5 separate regions of the Mus musculus genome follow, and all the other regions are linked to region 1. Evidence: chromatin contacts called from public HiChIP or PLAC-seq, Micro-C and promoter capture Hi-C data. All regions are on one chromosome and are shown on one strand. The core of a region is the stretch at or near the end of the contact, and the rest is flanking DNA. Distances in the headings are between cores, read along the strand shown.

Region 1 (2,928 bases), core at 137-2,636:
ATACAGAGAAACCCTGTCTCGAAAAACAAAAACAAAAACAAAACAAAAAAGTTCCAAAATTCTACTTGTCCTGAACTTATCTTACCATTGTGATTTCCGCAGGAAATTCCAAAACACTAATTTTTGTTCCTTTGTCTGTTTTCAAGACAGGGTAGCTTTGGCTGTCCTGTTACTACCGCTGTAGACCAGGTTGCCCTCAAACTCATAGAGATTCGCCTGCCTCTGCCTTCTGCTATCACCCATGGTAATGATTTTTTTTTTTTTTTTTATCAAATCACAGCAGCAAACAGAAGTCAGAAAATGAGGTAGACCTTTTCTCTTACCGCAGATATACGCTGTAACTTTTAATAGCTTCAGAGAGTCCAAGAGCTGCAAGTCACATACTTGGGGTAAATCAGACAGACAGAGAACCTCTTAAGATTTAGTTACATTTTACGTGTTAAAAGATTTTACTCCATTTCACTACCTACCAGTTATTTCATGCTTATTTTCCGTTTTGTTAGCTCTGATACGAAAGAAACAGCCGTCTGTCTCCTCTTAACCAAGTACTGGGTGCGAGGTCATCACAACCGGTTTGTGTAGTACTAGGCAAGCAAGCACTCCACCAACTAAGCTACTCCCTCAACCCTGTCGTCTGTGTGGTTATTATAAGCACCTTATACGCTACCTTCCAACACCATAGCCCAGTAAACAAAACAACACAACCCACCGAGCACTGCTCAAAGCAAAACTAGCTAGCTAGGAGCCCCGAGAGCTGCACTGGGGCTCAAAGGGGGCACAAAGCCAACAAAATAAACAAGATATTGCTGTATGGGAAGGGGAGGGGCGCAGAAAAATGGCTTTTTAAAGCCTCCAAGGGCCTGCAGATCTCCAAACTGGGAGTGGGACTTAATCTACAAACCCGGATTTCGTCTGTACCTACTTTTTTGAATGGGTCTCAACGAAGTGGTCCTCCCTCCTCCTTCCCTAGTGGCAGAGCTTCGAGGCAGGCGTCGGAGAGCCCAGTAGCGAGGTCTGCAGCCTCCAGGACTTTAGGTGAGGGGCCCTCGGCGATGGGAATGGCATTTAAGGGGTGCAGGCCCAGCCCCAGGACTGGGGGGTTCGTGGGAGAGGGAGGCTGCCAGGAAGGGGTCTCTGGGCTCCCGGCCTAGCCACGCTCGCTTCCCCGGGACTCGCAGAAGGCCCTCACCCGGCGTCCCCTCCCGGTCGCTCCCGCAGAGGTCACCAGCACCACGCCCCTGTCCTTACCTCCCGGCAGGCGTACCTGAGCCTCCCCCGGACGCCCCGGCCCGCGAGGCGCTGCGCGGGAAGCCCCGCACCACGACCTCCAGGGCCCCGCCGCTCCAACACCAAAGCCCCGGCCGGCGCGCACTAGCCCACGGCGACCTGTGATTGGCTGCCAAGGGTGGACGCGAGGTCAGCCGCGCGGCGTAGCGCCGATCTGATTGGTTCCTCAAGGCCCCTGGGCGCGTTCTCTCACTCGGGCGCCCCTAGTGACTGCCGCGGGCGGAGGGACTGAGCTGGGACGATCAGGCAGTGGTGATGCCCACCCCTGAAATCTTGGACCTGCGAGATTTGGGAACCCAAAGCCAGGCCTTTCGTCCATTCCAGCATTCCCTCGGGGGTGGGGATAGGGTGGGGTGGGAGCGGGGGCTGAGGCAGGAGGATTGCTAGTTAAACGTGGCTGCTTAGGGAGAGGAGGTAGGAGTGGGGGTGGGAAGGGTGGGAGGGGCATAGATAAGAGAGAAAGAAGGAAAAAAAAAATGGAGCTTCAGCTAGCCTGGGCCCAGGGCCAGAGATGGTTCCCAGTCCTTTAGGAAACTGTTTGCCCACCTGTATTACAGCTATGACAGCTCCTCTCAAGTGTGTAGCTTTTGCATAAGCACACAAGCTTGCCCCTTGCACTTAGAAAACGACCTAGCTACTGAATTTGAAACAACCTTAAAGCTGCCTCTGGGACAAATCCAAATCAGCCGGCTGTTTTTATCAGGAAGGAAACTCAGAACAGATGTCCCAGGTTCGGTTTGTTTGTTTTGTGTTTGTTGTTTGAAAAACATCAGAAAGCGGGGCAGCTGTGGTGGTGCACCCACTTGGGAGGCAGAGGCAGGCGGATTTCTGAGTTCAAGGTCAGCCTGGTCTACAGAGTGAGTTCCAGGGCAGCCAGGGATATACTGTAAGACCCTGTCTCAAAGAAACCTAAAAATAAAAAAAAAAATTAAAAAATAAAAACCATCAAAAGATGAATGCCTTTTTGGAGCATGCGCAAATTACATGAAATTCGAATTTCAGTTTTCAGTTTTGAAACACAACATGCTCATTCTTTTTTTTTCTTTTTCTTTTCTTTTCTTTTCTTTTCTTTTTTTTTCTTTTTTTTTTTTTTTTTTTTTTTTTTTGGGTCTTTCGAGACAGGGTTTCTCTCTGTATAGCGCTGGCTGTCCTGGAACTCAGAAATCCGCTTGCCTCTGCCTCCCAAGTGCTGGGATTAAAGGCATGCACCACCACGCCCGGCTCATTCTTTTCCTTCTTGCCTGTGCTTGTTTTTTGTTTGTTTGTTTGTTTGTTTTTGTTTTTTGGGGTTTTTTTTGTTTGTTTTTTTGGTTTTTTTTGGTTTTTTTTTTTTGGTTTTTCGAGACAGGGTTTCTCTGTATAGCTCTGGCTGTCCTGGAACTCACTTTGTCGACCAGGCTGGCCTCCAACTCAGAAATCTGCCTGCCTCTGCCTCCCGAGTGCTGGAATTAAAGGTGTGCGCTACCACGCCCGGCTCTGTGCTTGTTTTCTTACTACACCAGAAAATTGTATTAATTACCAGAGACTGTCTGACTATATGACCCTTTGAAGGTTTGGGGCCATCGATGCATCGCTAGGTAAAAGCATAGATCTATCTCTAGATCCCACAGTGGAAAACCAGCTCTTGAAAATTGTCTGCCA
Region 2 (2,928 bases), core at 168-2,667, 500 kb before region 1:
CCCATCTTTGTAATTCTCCTGCAAATCAAAAGTTAAATATCAAAGTGGAATGCTCAAAATGAAACCAAATTAGGGCAACTTCTTCCACAGGTCTCTGAGGTGGAGGGACTTAAATAACGAGGGTTGCTTCTACTCCTGTCTCCGGAAGGAGGTACCACACTTTTTGTTGTTTAGATTGAATTGAGGCAAACACTCACAAACACTGACCCACATCAGCAGCCCTCTTCTTTATTTATTTGTTATCATTTTTGAGATAGGGTCACACTACGTAGACCTGGCTGGCCTAGAACTTGCTCTGTAGACCAGGCTGGCCTCAAACTCACAAAGATCTGCCTGCCTCTGCCTCCTGGGTGCCGGGATTAAAGACCAGCACTACCATGCCCAGCCTCTTTATTTTCTGAGACAAGCTCTACTCAGCTGCCCAGGCAGATCTTAAACTTTATCCTTGTCACAGCCTACTCAGCGGCTAGGATTACAGGTATGCCTGCCGGGCCCAGGTTCATATCTGTTTTAAAAAACAAAAAATTATAAGCCTTATTATTAAAATAAAAAGAAACCTGCAAATTAATAAAAACATCGCACACCAAAATTAACCAAACACAAAGTCTACTCAACTTAATGACCTTGGCATTTGAAAAGGGAGACTGTGAAACTTTCCATAAAATGATGCACTTTCAGTACCCACTATATTTTATGCATTAATCTATTGCCCAAACCACAAAGCCCATGACAGAGTTAGAACTAGAAAAGCAACTAGCTTTACATCTTCTTACATAACTTGTGAACTTTCCTGATCCTCTTATAGTCAGCTTTTCCTCATATCACACTATACCCACATATACATTGGTTTACACATATGCATATATTACTGGCTGGTTGCCTGTTTTTTAAATAAGGCTCTCCACTGTTTCAGAGCTCTGGCTCAGGAAGGCACGGTGTAGGCTGATCAGTGATGGCTTCCAGTCTTGGGATGGAATGGTGCTTTCAGAATCACATCACTTACTGTGTCCAGTCCCAAAGAGTGGGCCTCTAGCCCGGTCTGCTCTCGACCAGGGTCGTCCTCCGCTTGATAATAAGTCCATCTCTGCCGACCCAACTCATTCTGGAGCCGCCAGCGGGTGAGATCGGTGGCGGGCTCAGTTTTATAGGGTCCCCCACGACGCCGCAGACACCTGAGGGGACCAGCGAGAGGAAGCAGCCTTCCTTAGACTCCGCCCAGGTGGGATGCCTGCAATCCAGGCATGCAGAGCCACCAGCCATGCCACCCTGCTGTCCAGACACCTTCCCTGCCACCGCCCTGCCGCGTCCCTCGCAACACCCGCGGGAAGCCCAGGGTCCGCGACTCACGTGCCCTCAGTCATGACAGCACTACTCTCTGCCACCGCTTGCCAGCCCTTTACCTGACAGCCTAGTGCACTGCGCAGGCGCGAGCCTCGGCCGACCGGAACTACTGGGTGGGCCGATGCGAGCTCGGCCAATCAGAGCATCACCAGGTGGGCACGAGAGACGCACCGCGACCACAGTGGCTGGGCGCAGGGCCGCCCGACGCCGCGAGGGCACCAGGGGGCGTGGCTGCGGGGCGGGAAGCGCTTTGGAGGCGGGGCCTATGAAAGAGGCCGGCCTGTGGGCGAGGACGGCCTGTGGGAGGGGCAGGCCCGTTGGAGGGGCGGGGCGGGATGGGGGGCGGGGCCGGCCCCTCTAGATCCTTATTGATGACAGCCTTGGACTTCTGGTCTGGGTGTTCTGAGCCGGGATACCTACAGGGTTGGTGAAAAATGGCCCCTCCGACATGCAGGAAAGAGGCCGCGGAAACCACGAGTGCTTCAGAAGTACGGAAGAGGCATGAGTGACCTGAGGTGAAACTAGCGTTGATCCGAGGCACCACATGGACCATCATGGGGCAGGGGCCTTGACCCGAGTGAAGGGAGGAGGAAACTATGATGACACGTAGTTGGGAAGAGGGTCAGAGTAGTGTTCTCAGAAAGCGGGCACAGGCTCCTCACAGGGAGCAGCTGCAGAGTGTGCAGAGGGCTGTGTCCTGACTCCCATTAGCAGGTAGAGTTCCACTTCCCTAGCCACAGCACTACTCTCAGGATACCTGGAGCTTGGAGTCCTACAAGTTAAAGGGGGAAAAGCCTTGATTATGTTTGACAGTAGAGAGGGAAGCAGGAAAGCCTGTGGTATGCCGGCAGAATCTAGTAGAGACGTGCAATGAAGAACATTTGAACAGATAGTATTTGAGAAGCATTGCTGGCATGCAGGAATGACGACCAGAGATCAGAAAAATATAATTCCAAGAACTCCCAGCGGTACAGTGTGTCCTACAGAGTGCCGACTTACTTACAACTACCCAAACCCGATAGCCTCCCTGCACCTAGCCCTCAAAACGCTGCCAAGGAAGGGGCCATGAACCACAAATCAGAGAAGGAAGAAGTAAGAGGCAAAGAACACTCACACACCTTCCCTAGATGGAAAATCGGAATTTTAGATGGCTAGTCAAGAACACTAACCTCTTCTTTGCCCAGTTTAGAAACTTGTAAAGATATAAGACAAGGCATTTTAACTGAGCCTTGCCTCAGACTATTGATTTGGGGACTGGAGGCCAATACTTAAGTCCAGTGCGTAAGAGCACTTGCTGCTCATTCAGAGGACCTGGAATTGGTTTATAGCACCCACATGGTGACTCACAGCCATCTATAACTTCAGTTTTAAGGAATCTAATGCCATTTTCTGACCTCCTCAGTCACCAGGCATGTGTGAGATGTAAGTACATACATGCTGGTTAAAACACCCGTACACATTAAGTTTTTAAAATTCACAATAGAAAAGTCAGTTTGAGCTGGGCGTGGTGGCACACGCCTTTAATCCCAGCACTCCAGAGGCAGAGGCAGGCAGATTTCTGAGTTCAAGGCCAGCCTGGTCTACAAA
Region 3 (2,928 bases), core at 121-2,620, 470 kb after region 1:
TCCGCCAGGGAGAGTCACAGAGGAGGAGCTGGGTGTGGGGGCAGTCCTCTACCTGCCACAGGACTAAGTTCTAGGCATTGTGACACTTCCAGTCCAGGCCAGCTCCTTTCTTTCTAGCTTAGTGTCCAGCCTTCCCTCCCTCCCTGCTTTCTCCTCCCCCTTGGCTCCCACCTTCCTCTTCTCGCACTCCAAGGTATGATGCCTAGCCCTGGCTTAGCCTCCGGAAACAACACGGTCAGGATCTGGGAGGAATCCATGTCTGTCTCCAGCCCCGAGGATGCAGGGAAGAAGAGGGTTTACCTGGCTCTCAGCTCTGGACAAGGGGGTCTGAGAAGGCCCTGGGATACTTGGACTGGAAGCTCAAAGCTCTGGCATTCGCACACTGTCAATTCAGCCACAGCCTTGGCCCTGGCAGAGGGCAGACTGGGTCGTCATGCAGGTTTGCCAGGGAGGAAACCTGTCGTGCCAAGGTGGCCGGCCCTAGGACAATGATGCTGCAGAGGAGGGGATGGGAGGCTGCGTGGAGGGTAGCGGGGGAAGAAGGTCCAAGAATCAGGAAGGATGCTGACTTCTGCCATGTCTGAGGGTCTCAGTCCTAGGGCATCACAAAGCCTGACATCCAGTCTCTCACCTCTACCTTCAGTTTCTGGTCAAGCATTGCTTGACCCAAAGGAAGGATTCTGGCAGGTATCTCTCACTAAATGCCCTAGGATGGGTCTACTCTCACATCCTTCAGCTAGGCTTGCACACTTGCCCCGCCGTGCATCCCAGACTCAGGCCGGACACATGTTTTTTAATTAGGAGGAGGGGTGAGGGGGGCAGAGTCTAGAGTGCAAAGCCACAAAAGCCCCCTCCTCTGTAATATGAGAAACCGGGATCGTGTGTGGCTGCATCGAGCATCAGGCTTCCAACAGGAACTGCTGAGGAAACCCCCACAGGAGCTAGATGCTCTTCAGAGGAGTCAGGGACCCTTTAGAACCAGGAACATATATGCAGGGCCTGGCGCCAGGCTGCCCAGAGCTGGGCTTAGCCTGTTCATCTCTCAGGCATGGGGGGATCAGAGGAAGCCAACTATGCTCAGCCTGCCTAGGCCTGCTTCTGTCCTCCTCTGAGCAGTAAGTATCATCCGGTATTTGCCGAGGCTGCTAACACCCACACTGAGTGGACAAGGCAGATGGATCCACTTGCTTGCAGGGGCGATTCCTGAAACAGGGTGCAGGCTTTGCCTAAAGCACCCTCACCCGCCTGAAGCACTTTTTGTACAGACAGACGACGATTTTCCCCCCCAAGTCAGCCCCGACTGGGGCCACATGATTGAGAGGTGCCAAATGCCACCTTGTCCTCCGCAGCGTCCGCCCTGGCTGCTCCCGGGAAGAGCTCCAACACCAGGTCGTACGCGGGCGGGGCCCTCGACAACGAAACCTCTGCCAAAGAGGAGTGACCCTGGGCTCCACGCTGGCGGCCAGTGCTTGGGCGCGCAGCCGTAGACCCGGCATTGCCCATCCCGCGCATCCCGGGCGGGGCGCGGCGCGGCTAACCCGCCTCCCTTCCATCCTCCCGGCGCCCGCCCGCGGCGGCCATGGGGGCGCGGCTGGGGCGGCGGGCGAGAGCAGATGCCCCTGCGGCGCCGAGTGCGGGGCCCGCGCCCTACGAGCGCCGGGTGCGCTGGCTGCGAGAGATCCAGTCCACGCTTCGGGAGCGGCGGCCGGAGCGCGCTCGGCAGCTGCTGCGCCTCCTGCGCCAGGCGAGAGAAAGAGCGGGGCGGCCCGGGATTGAGGGTGTCAGGGAGGGGCCGGGGTTGCGGGCTCAGGGGTGGGTGCGTTTCTAGCGGCACGCGGGGTTTGCAGGCGTTGTGCTTCTTGCCTGGAGGGAGGTTGCAGATTAAAGTGGGGGGCCAGGTGGGGCTGGTGGATTGCTTGCTAAAGATGGGGCTGGCACGTTGGGACACTGGGATTTGAAGTCTGACGTGTTGAGTGTGTGTGTTGAGGGACCTCCAGTCTGGAGCTAAGAGCCCAGATTTGGACCTTTTCGAGAGCCGGAGTGGGCATCTCTCACTAAAGGACAATGGGAAGAATGCAGCTCCCCATCCTGCAGGAAGAAAGGAAGCAGCAGATCTGGGAGAAGAGGTCCTGGGAGGCGTAGCCCCGATGGTCAGGAGACAGATACCATAACAGCCCAGACAAAGCCACAGCGCACGCACCTTTCTGACAGGCAGCTTGAGCCCACCGAGGATACACAACCACATTTGTACATTGCATCGCCACATCTGGCCCTTTGGGAGACACATTCGGTACCTTAGCCAGATTTCCTGAGCCCTGAGTTGCCCTAGGGAGACAGGGATGCCTGTCCCAGCATGACCCCTAGGCAAATCACTTCCTACTCAGCCTCTTCACCCTCGGCTGTAGCTGATGCTCCCTCCCACCGTGAAGGTAGTAGCCGCTTAGAGTTAGAGAAGCTGGGAGAAATGATGAGCCAGGACCCAGACAGAAAGCTGAGAGAAGGCGGGGCTAGGGATGCAGTTCGATATTATGGAATTTGAGAGGACTCAGCTCTGTCCCCAGAAAACAGGATAAACCAGGCATGGTGGTGTATGTTTGTATTCCCCATCACTTGGGAGGGGGAGGCAAGAGATTAGGAGTTCAAGGTCATCCTCAGCTATAAAGCAAGTTCAGGACCAACCTATAATGCAAGAGAGAGAGAGAGAGAGAGAGAGAGAGAGAGAGAGAGAGAGAGAGAGAGAGAGAGAGAGAGAGAGAGAGAAAGATATGTTTGATTCCAATCCTGCACTGGGTGTCCTCTCTGTAAACACAGCAGTCTGGAAAAATGGGGCTGTCACTTTAAGAGGCATTGACCAGGCCGGTGGTGGAATGTCCGCTGCTGTCTGGGGCTGCCCAGACACAAGCCTCCTTCCTTTGGGATCCCCAACCC
Region 4 (2,928 bases), core at 196-2,695, 410 kb before region 1:
AACTCCAGCTTTAGGGCATTTAACACCCTCTTCTTACCTCTAAGGATACCTGCCAGTTCCACACAGAGACACAAACATACTCATAGTTCAAAGAAATAAATATTATTAGGTATTTATTTATACTTTAAAAATTATTTTATGGGTACCAATGTGCGCCACATGAGTTTTTGGTGCCCTCAGAAGCCAGAGGTGTGCATCAGATCCTCTGAACTGGAGTAACAATTGTGAGCCACCATTGGGTACTGCGAATCAACTGGGGGTTCTCTGGAAGAGCAGCTAATGCTCTTAACTGCTGATCTCTCCAGTCCTTTAAGTTTTGATATGTAAAATATGACCGACCACCCTTCAAACATTCCTTAAATATTGCATGGCTCAAAGACTGAGACCAACATATCCTAGAGGATAGGTCTGTCCAGAGGGACCCCCACCCACTCAGTGTTTTCATCAGTGCAAGAGACACTTCCTAAGAGGCTTGAAGTCTTTTGAGTCATGAAAGTGAAACAATTTATTTTTTGGATCTTGTAAAGTTGGGTGTCAGCCTAGAGAGAAGGCAAAAACGGCTGTCATGCAGATTTGGTATAAAATAGGTTTTATAGCCCTTACGGCATTTCCCTGTTCCCAAATTCCACACTACTGAGTTCTTCAGGAGGATTCATTCTTATAGGCATTACCCTCTCTCCAGCTTCCCTATCCTATCCGTGCAGGATGCAAAGCTCTTGACATATATCCTGGAGCTCAGATCCTCTCCTTTTATGTTAGTCATGTTAACAGCCTGCAACGTTTCAACCCAATGATAAATTAATAAATGTTAGGCAAGAAAGAACCTGCTGCCGGCTAGGGAATCCAAGGGCCCAATCCTCCTAATTTCCTGTAATCCACCGATGAGCTTTAAACGCGCCTCTTACTACAAATGGACCATAGTTTCTTTATTTCCTTATGGCAGAAAGACTTTCCTGGTAGAGGTGATGGATGGAGTGAGAGTCAGGTGCCTGAACACACAGCGACTCTGTACATTGAAGCGTGTGCGTGAATGCAAAACGGCCCTGGGTGGCAACTCTGGGGTCCACTGGGGACAGCGGTCTAAGTTTTAGGTGTCATTCAATGAGTAACTCTGGCTATACTCTGTTCTTTGGATTTGGATTGAAGACAGGGGACCGTGTTCAGGAGGGGCCGAAGTGGTCAAAGAAGGGAAGCAGGACTCCCAGTTGACTGCACCTGAGAACCAAAAGTGGGGGCTGGTGGATCCTAGAGGATGCCCCAGTGTTCGCAGAAACACATCGCGACAGAAAAAACGACTTTGGCAAAGTGCGGGAGAGAGTGCCCAGAGCGCACCGGAGGCATGGAGAGCCGCTGGTATGTAAGTCCTCCTCCTGTCGGGAGAGGGCGATAGGTAGCACCGCCTCGGGAAAACGGTTTGTCCAAACCTTCCCGCCGCCCAGTCGACGAACGCCCGCGAGCCCCGGGAACGCCGCGCCTCGCTCATTGGCGTGGATGAAGAGGGTGGAGAGCGTCGGCGTACCAATTGGGGACCAGAGAGATGGCTCTCCGCCCTTGGAGCGTCAGCGGAGCGCGCGTGCGCAAGGCCACACGGGGCTCCGGATTGGCGGGGCGAAGCTGACAGTTGTGTGTATGGGGGGTGGGGAGGCGAGTGGGTGAAGGGAGGGAGTGTAAATAGAGCGAAGGCGGTGTCGCCGCCGCCCTGTCACCTCCGAGCGACTCGCCGGGAGCCCAGGTGGAGATGGAAGACGAGCAGGAGCAGCGGCGCAGGAAGGTGGAGGCTGGGAGAGCCAAGGTTAGACGGTAGCATCCTTCTCTCAGCTTTGCGGTGGGGAAGAAATCCTAAAGCGGTTCCGGTGCTCAGACCGCCGCTTGACACAAGCGGTGGCGGTGGAGCAGTGGGAACTGCCGGGCGCTTGTCCTTCCCGCCGCTTCTGCGGAATTCACTTCCTAGGCGCCGCCATCTTGAATCCAGCGCCCTCTGTCTCGCTCCGCCCTATTACACCCACAGCCAATCAGCGTCAGAGACGTACGACTTGTAGGTGGGCCCGAGCGCCATGGGCGGGTCCTGGTCACCTAGCATTCTTAGTTGTTGTGCTTCCGGTGCTCAGGCACTTTCCTGAGACTAAACTGTCCAAGGCTTTTTAAAGACCGTCTTCAGACTTTATTTTCCCAGGGAACCAAGAACTTTGCTCCCTAGTGGTGTCCTGTTGTTGTATTTCGTTGTTCGCTCTCTGGCCGGGCCCCACAACTGCCATACTACCGAGGGTCCTCTTCTCACCTCCTTCTGCCTCAGATTTTGAATTTGTTTGAGACTCTACCCTGGGAACACTTGTGGCTGTTAAGATAGTTGTTTTGTTTTTTTGTTTTGTTTTGTTTTGTTTTTTTCGAGACAGGGTTTCTCTGTATAGTCCTGGCTGTCCTGGAACTCACTTGGTAGACCAGGCAGGCCTCGAACTCAGAAATCCTCCTGCCTCTGCCTCCCAAGTGCTGGGATTAAAGGCATGCACGACCACTGCCTGGCAAGATAGTTATTTGAAAGGTGATGGGGATTCAGAGGAAGAGAAGGTGCGAACATTTTGGAAGTGGATCTCTGGCCAGCTATCATGGCTGTGGAACCAGAGGCTGTGTCCCTACCCTGTACTGTCAGGACAGTATAGCTATAGCCTTCATGAAAGGGCTGTGTTGATTTTGTGGTTCGCCTAGTAACAGCAATTCTTCATTTGTGTCAACAACCCCACCACCACTATCACCCTGCACCCACTTCGAAAAAACATGCAAAATACACAGAGGAAATGAGAGCACAGCAATGTCAGATTACAGGTGCCGGCCAGAAGCCATTGTGGCCCTTATGGGGTATAAGCTGGGCACATGTAGATAGACACTTTGAGAAATGAGGGCATGTGAAGTTTAGTACTTCACCAGGGGAAC
Region 5 (2,928 bases), core at 128-2,627, 310 kb before region 1:
TTTATTGTAAACACTTTTTTGTTCCGACGTCAATAAATAAAAATTCAGCTCTTTGAAGGACAAGGACATCATTCCCTTCCTGATTCCTGGCAGCCTAGAGTGAGGGACTGTCAGCTAAGCAGCTCCTTCCCCAGCAACCTGCTGGAATGCCTTCAAGTCTGGCTGTTTTCCGTACTTTACAGTCAATGTGAAAATACTCCAGCAGCAAGCTAATCTACTACAATTGAATCCAGGAGACCTGGTCCAGGAAACCTTGCTCTGGCCACACCCACTCCAGACAGTGCACCCGCCTCGAAAGGCGAAGCCCAGATGCTTTTTTTTTTCTCGACCAGTAAACTTTCGGCAGCTATTATTCATTCAAGAGGACAGGGAACACTTCCTTAGAAGAAACCATTGATCAGAGAAACGTGAGAAGTGTTGACCAGCTTTCATGCAAAGCTTGTGACTGCTTCCTATATAAACCTGTGACCTGCGGAAATAAATAGTCCCTCGTTTGCATACCACACCTCCTGCCTGTATAACCAGATTAGTCAGCTCAAATCAGATGTTTTAAAATCAGTTGGGGACACCTTCCTATGCTGTTCCTTGTGGATGTAATATTAGGCTCACTGAAAGCCTCCAAAATGGTCTTTTTTGTTGCCTACCTGGGATTTTTAATATATGTAGACAGTGGCAAGAGGGTGGCTAATGAGTAGTAGAAATAAAATTGTGTGTGTGTGCGTGTGTGTGTGTGTATATATATGTATGTAAGTATGTATGTATGTATGTATATACATGTTTATACGTATATGTGTATATATACCGCCACTCTGAGAATAGCTCCTTCAAAAATCCCACTAAGGTTTCCAACATGTCAGATCTATGCTTCCATGCCCCAAGGACATCTCAAGGACTGAGACACTGCCAGAGCTCCTTCTTGGTCAATGTCAGAGTGCTTCCAGGGTTATTGTGAAAGGGAATAAGCAAACACACTTTAAGGGCGGCAGAAAACCCGCCAGAGTTAGCTGATACCATAGCAGGAACGCGGACAGAATTAAGCGTGCCAGCAGGGCTCCTGAGGAAGAAGAAGGTGGGGATCCCGGAGGAGGGTCACCTGGGCGACATTGAAGTCCGTTCGGTGGGGTCGCACGTCTCCCGAGGCGCCTCTGTCCAGCTCTCCCGCCCGCCGCTCCTCTCGCACCCCGAAGCGGAGTAAAGCTCCGGGCTGCTCCGGCGTGTCTTATTGGCCAATGGAACCGAGCCTTTAAAGTTGCTGGGCGGGGCCGGCCCGGCGTACCCGCGCAAGCGTTGCCCCGCCCCTCAGCCGCGCACGCGCGTCCCCAGCGCGCTCCCGGAGCCGGAGCCAGCCGCGCTCGCGCCCGTGCCCGCGCCCCTGCGAAGCAGCCCCGGCCGCGCCCCGCCCGCTGCCGGCTGCGGGCGGCCGCTGCGGGTCTGCAGGCCCCGGTTGGGGGAACGCCTGAGCCACCGGCCATGGCCGACCGCGGATGCCCTCTGGAGGCGGCGCCGCTGCCCGCCGAGGTGCTCGAGAGCCTGGCGGAGCTGGAGCTGGAGCTGTCCGAAGGTGAGCCGCGGGTTCCCCCCACCCCCCACCCCGCCAGGGACCCTCGCCCGAGACCCCGCCCAGGGACCTCCGGGAGCGTCACCCCCGGAACCTGCGGGTACCCTCATACGGGATCCCCGCCGGCCTCTCCTCGGCATCCCTGTCTGGGCCGCTCGCCGGAGAGCCCGCCAGCTTCTGCAGACTGGCGGGTGCCCGGCCTCCGAAGGACACCGGGAGGGACTGGCTTGGGAGGTGGGCCTAGGCGCACTCTTGCTGCCCGACCGTCAAGGCCACGGTCCAGGTCCGGGCTTCCAGCGTGTGCCCTGCAGCCTGTCGGCCAGCAGGAAGCCCGGGATGCAGAAGCCGAGCCCCACCCCTGGAACCTCAGACTGCCTCGTGAGCCTCAGTTTCCTCATCTAGAAAACGAAGCAAAAGTACACTTGCGCCTTGTGGATTATGAGGCTGAAGTGCATTAACCTATAAACATGTAAAACGTGTTTAACACTTAAAAGGTTTATTCCTTTACGGAATTTTGATACAATTACACTGGGGGAGGAGGTGGGGGACAGGCAAGGGTCACGGTGCCTGCGTGGGGAGGTCAGAGGTCAGCTTGCACGGAGCTGGGAGCTGGTGCTCTCCTTCCACCTTGTGAGTTCTGGGAATGAACTCAGGTTGTCAGATTAGAGGGCAAGTGCTCGCCGGGCCAACCCGACAGCCCTCTCTAGGTGAGGATTTTTAAAAAGTTAAAAAGTCAAATAAGTGGTTGTTAGAAACAGACTAGGGAAATAATAGAACTCCAGAGATGGGAGTGGCGCCCTCAATTTGGACGCCTGGGAAAAGAGTTCTGTTCTCCATAAACTGACCTCCAACCCTGGTGGAAAAGCATCTGTGCTTGTTAACTCTGCTTTTGAGACTTAAATGCAATTAGAACTTGTTAGAATCCATCACCCCCCCACCCCACCCCATTTAGATTGTTAAGCTTTGCTGTGGTAGGTTTAGTGAGTTTTTGAGAATTCTCTTTTTCTTTTTAAATATATGCATTTCCCCTGCATGTTTGTCTGTATATCTTATGCGTGCCTGGTGTTCCCTGGAGGCCAGAATTGGGTCCTAGATTCATGTTGGTGCTGTGACTTGAACCCAGGTCTTCTGGAAGAACGGCCAGTGCGCTTAACCACTGAGCCATCTCTCCAGCTCCGTTTTGAAAATCCTTGATTCTCTTTGGAGGCGTGGTTGGGAATGATTCTGAGAAAAAAGGTCTATTGTACTGGATTTGATATGACTCCCCAGGGGAAATCGCATAGTTGTAGTTTGGCTTTTGCATATCAAATATGTTGTTGCAGATTGCTCCTCATTACGGCTCCAGAATATCGGTTATTTCAGTTCCGTAG

What was found. Hi-C and Micro-C count contacts between places; a contact is called where the count stands out from the background. HiChIP or PLAC-seq counts read pairs in DNA pulled down with a chosen protein or histone mark. Capture Hi-C pulls out chosen DNA fragments and counts their contacts.
Region 2: a Micro-C map of embryonic stem cells shows a contact between it and region 1, with 4 times the contacts expected there. The contact joins the promoter of Lss here to the promoter of Zfp280b in region 1. A contact is called at or near these places in 3 of 484 Hi-C or Micro-C datasets (CD4 T cells, CD8 T cells and embryonic stem cells) and 1 of 115 datasets of contacts at active chromatin or transcription factors (memory CD8 T cells).
Region 3: a contact with region 1 is called in a promoter capture Hi-C map of adipose tissue. The contact joins the promoter of Lrrc75b here to the promoter of Zfp280b in region 1. A contact is called at or near these places in 2 of 39 promoter capture datasets (the C10 cell line and pre-B cells), 1 of 115 datasets of contacts at active chromatin or transcription factors (large pre-B cells) and 2 of 9 other capture datasets (adipose tissue and liver).
Region 4: an H3K4me3 HiChIP or PLAC-seq map of embryonic stem cells shows a contact between it and region 1, with 6 times the contacts expected there. The contact joins the promoter of Pcnt here to the promoter of Zfp280b in region 1. A contact is called at or near these places in 1 of 39 promoter capture datasets (erythroid cells), 2 of 484 Hi-C or Micro-C datasets (both in embryonic stem cells) and 2 of 115 datasets of contacts at active chromatin or transcription factors (embryonic stem cells and memory CD8 T cells).
Region 5: a promoter capture Hi-C map of adipose tissue shows a contact between it and region 1. The contact joins the promoter of Dip2a here to the promoter of Zfp280b in region 1. A contact is called at or near these places in 1 of 484 Hi-C or Micro-C datasets (CD8 T cells), 1 of 115 datasets of contacts at active chromatin or transcription factors (memory CD8 T cells) and 1 of 9 other capture datasets (adipose tissue).

What each region holds. Positions count from the first base shown.
Region 1 is chr10:76,031,070-76,033,997 of GRCm38.p6, reverse strand. Zfp280b (zinc finger protein 280B) reads right to left here and starts at 1,386. Exons shown (of 2, transcript NM_177475.3): 1 at 1,249-1,386.
Region 2 is chr10:76,530,094-76,533,021 of GRCm38.p6, reverse strand. It overlaps Lss (lanosterol synthase), which reads right to left and starts at 1,417. Exons shown (of 22, transcript NM_146006.2): 1 at 1,348-1,417; 2 at 1,004-1,172. The coding sequence starts at 1,361.
Region 3 is chr10:75,558,772-75,561,699 of GRCm38.p6, reverse strand. It overlaps Lrrc75b (leucine rich repeat containing 75B), which reads left to right and starts at 1,370. Exons shown (of 4, transcript NM_198860.2): 1 at 1,370-1,744. The coding sequence starts at 1,580. It also overlaps a transcript of Ggt1 not described here.
Region 4 is chr10:76,441,429-76,444,356 of GRCm38.p6, reverse strand. It overlaps Pcnt (pericentrin (kendrin)), which reads left to right and starts at 1,445. Exons shown (of 42, transcript NM_008787.3): 1 at 1,445-1,792. The coding sequence starts at 1,739.
Region 5 is chr10:76,343,740-76,346,667 of GRCm38.p6, reverse strand. Dip2a (disco interacting protein 2 homolog A) reads left to right here and starts at 1,377. Exons shown (of 38, transcript NM_001081419.2): 1 at 1,377-1,561. The coding sequence starts at 1,471. Gm40699 (a long non-coding RNA gene) reads right to left here and starts at 1,373. Exons shown (of 2, transcript XR_871838.2): 1 at 1,094-1,373.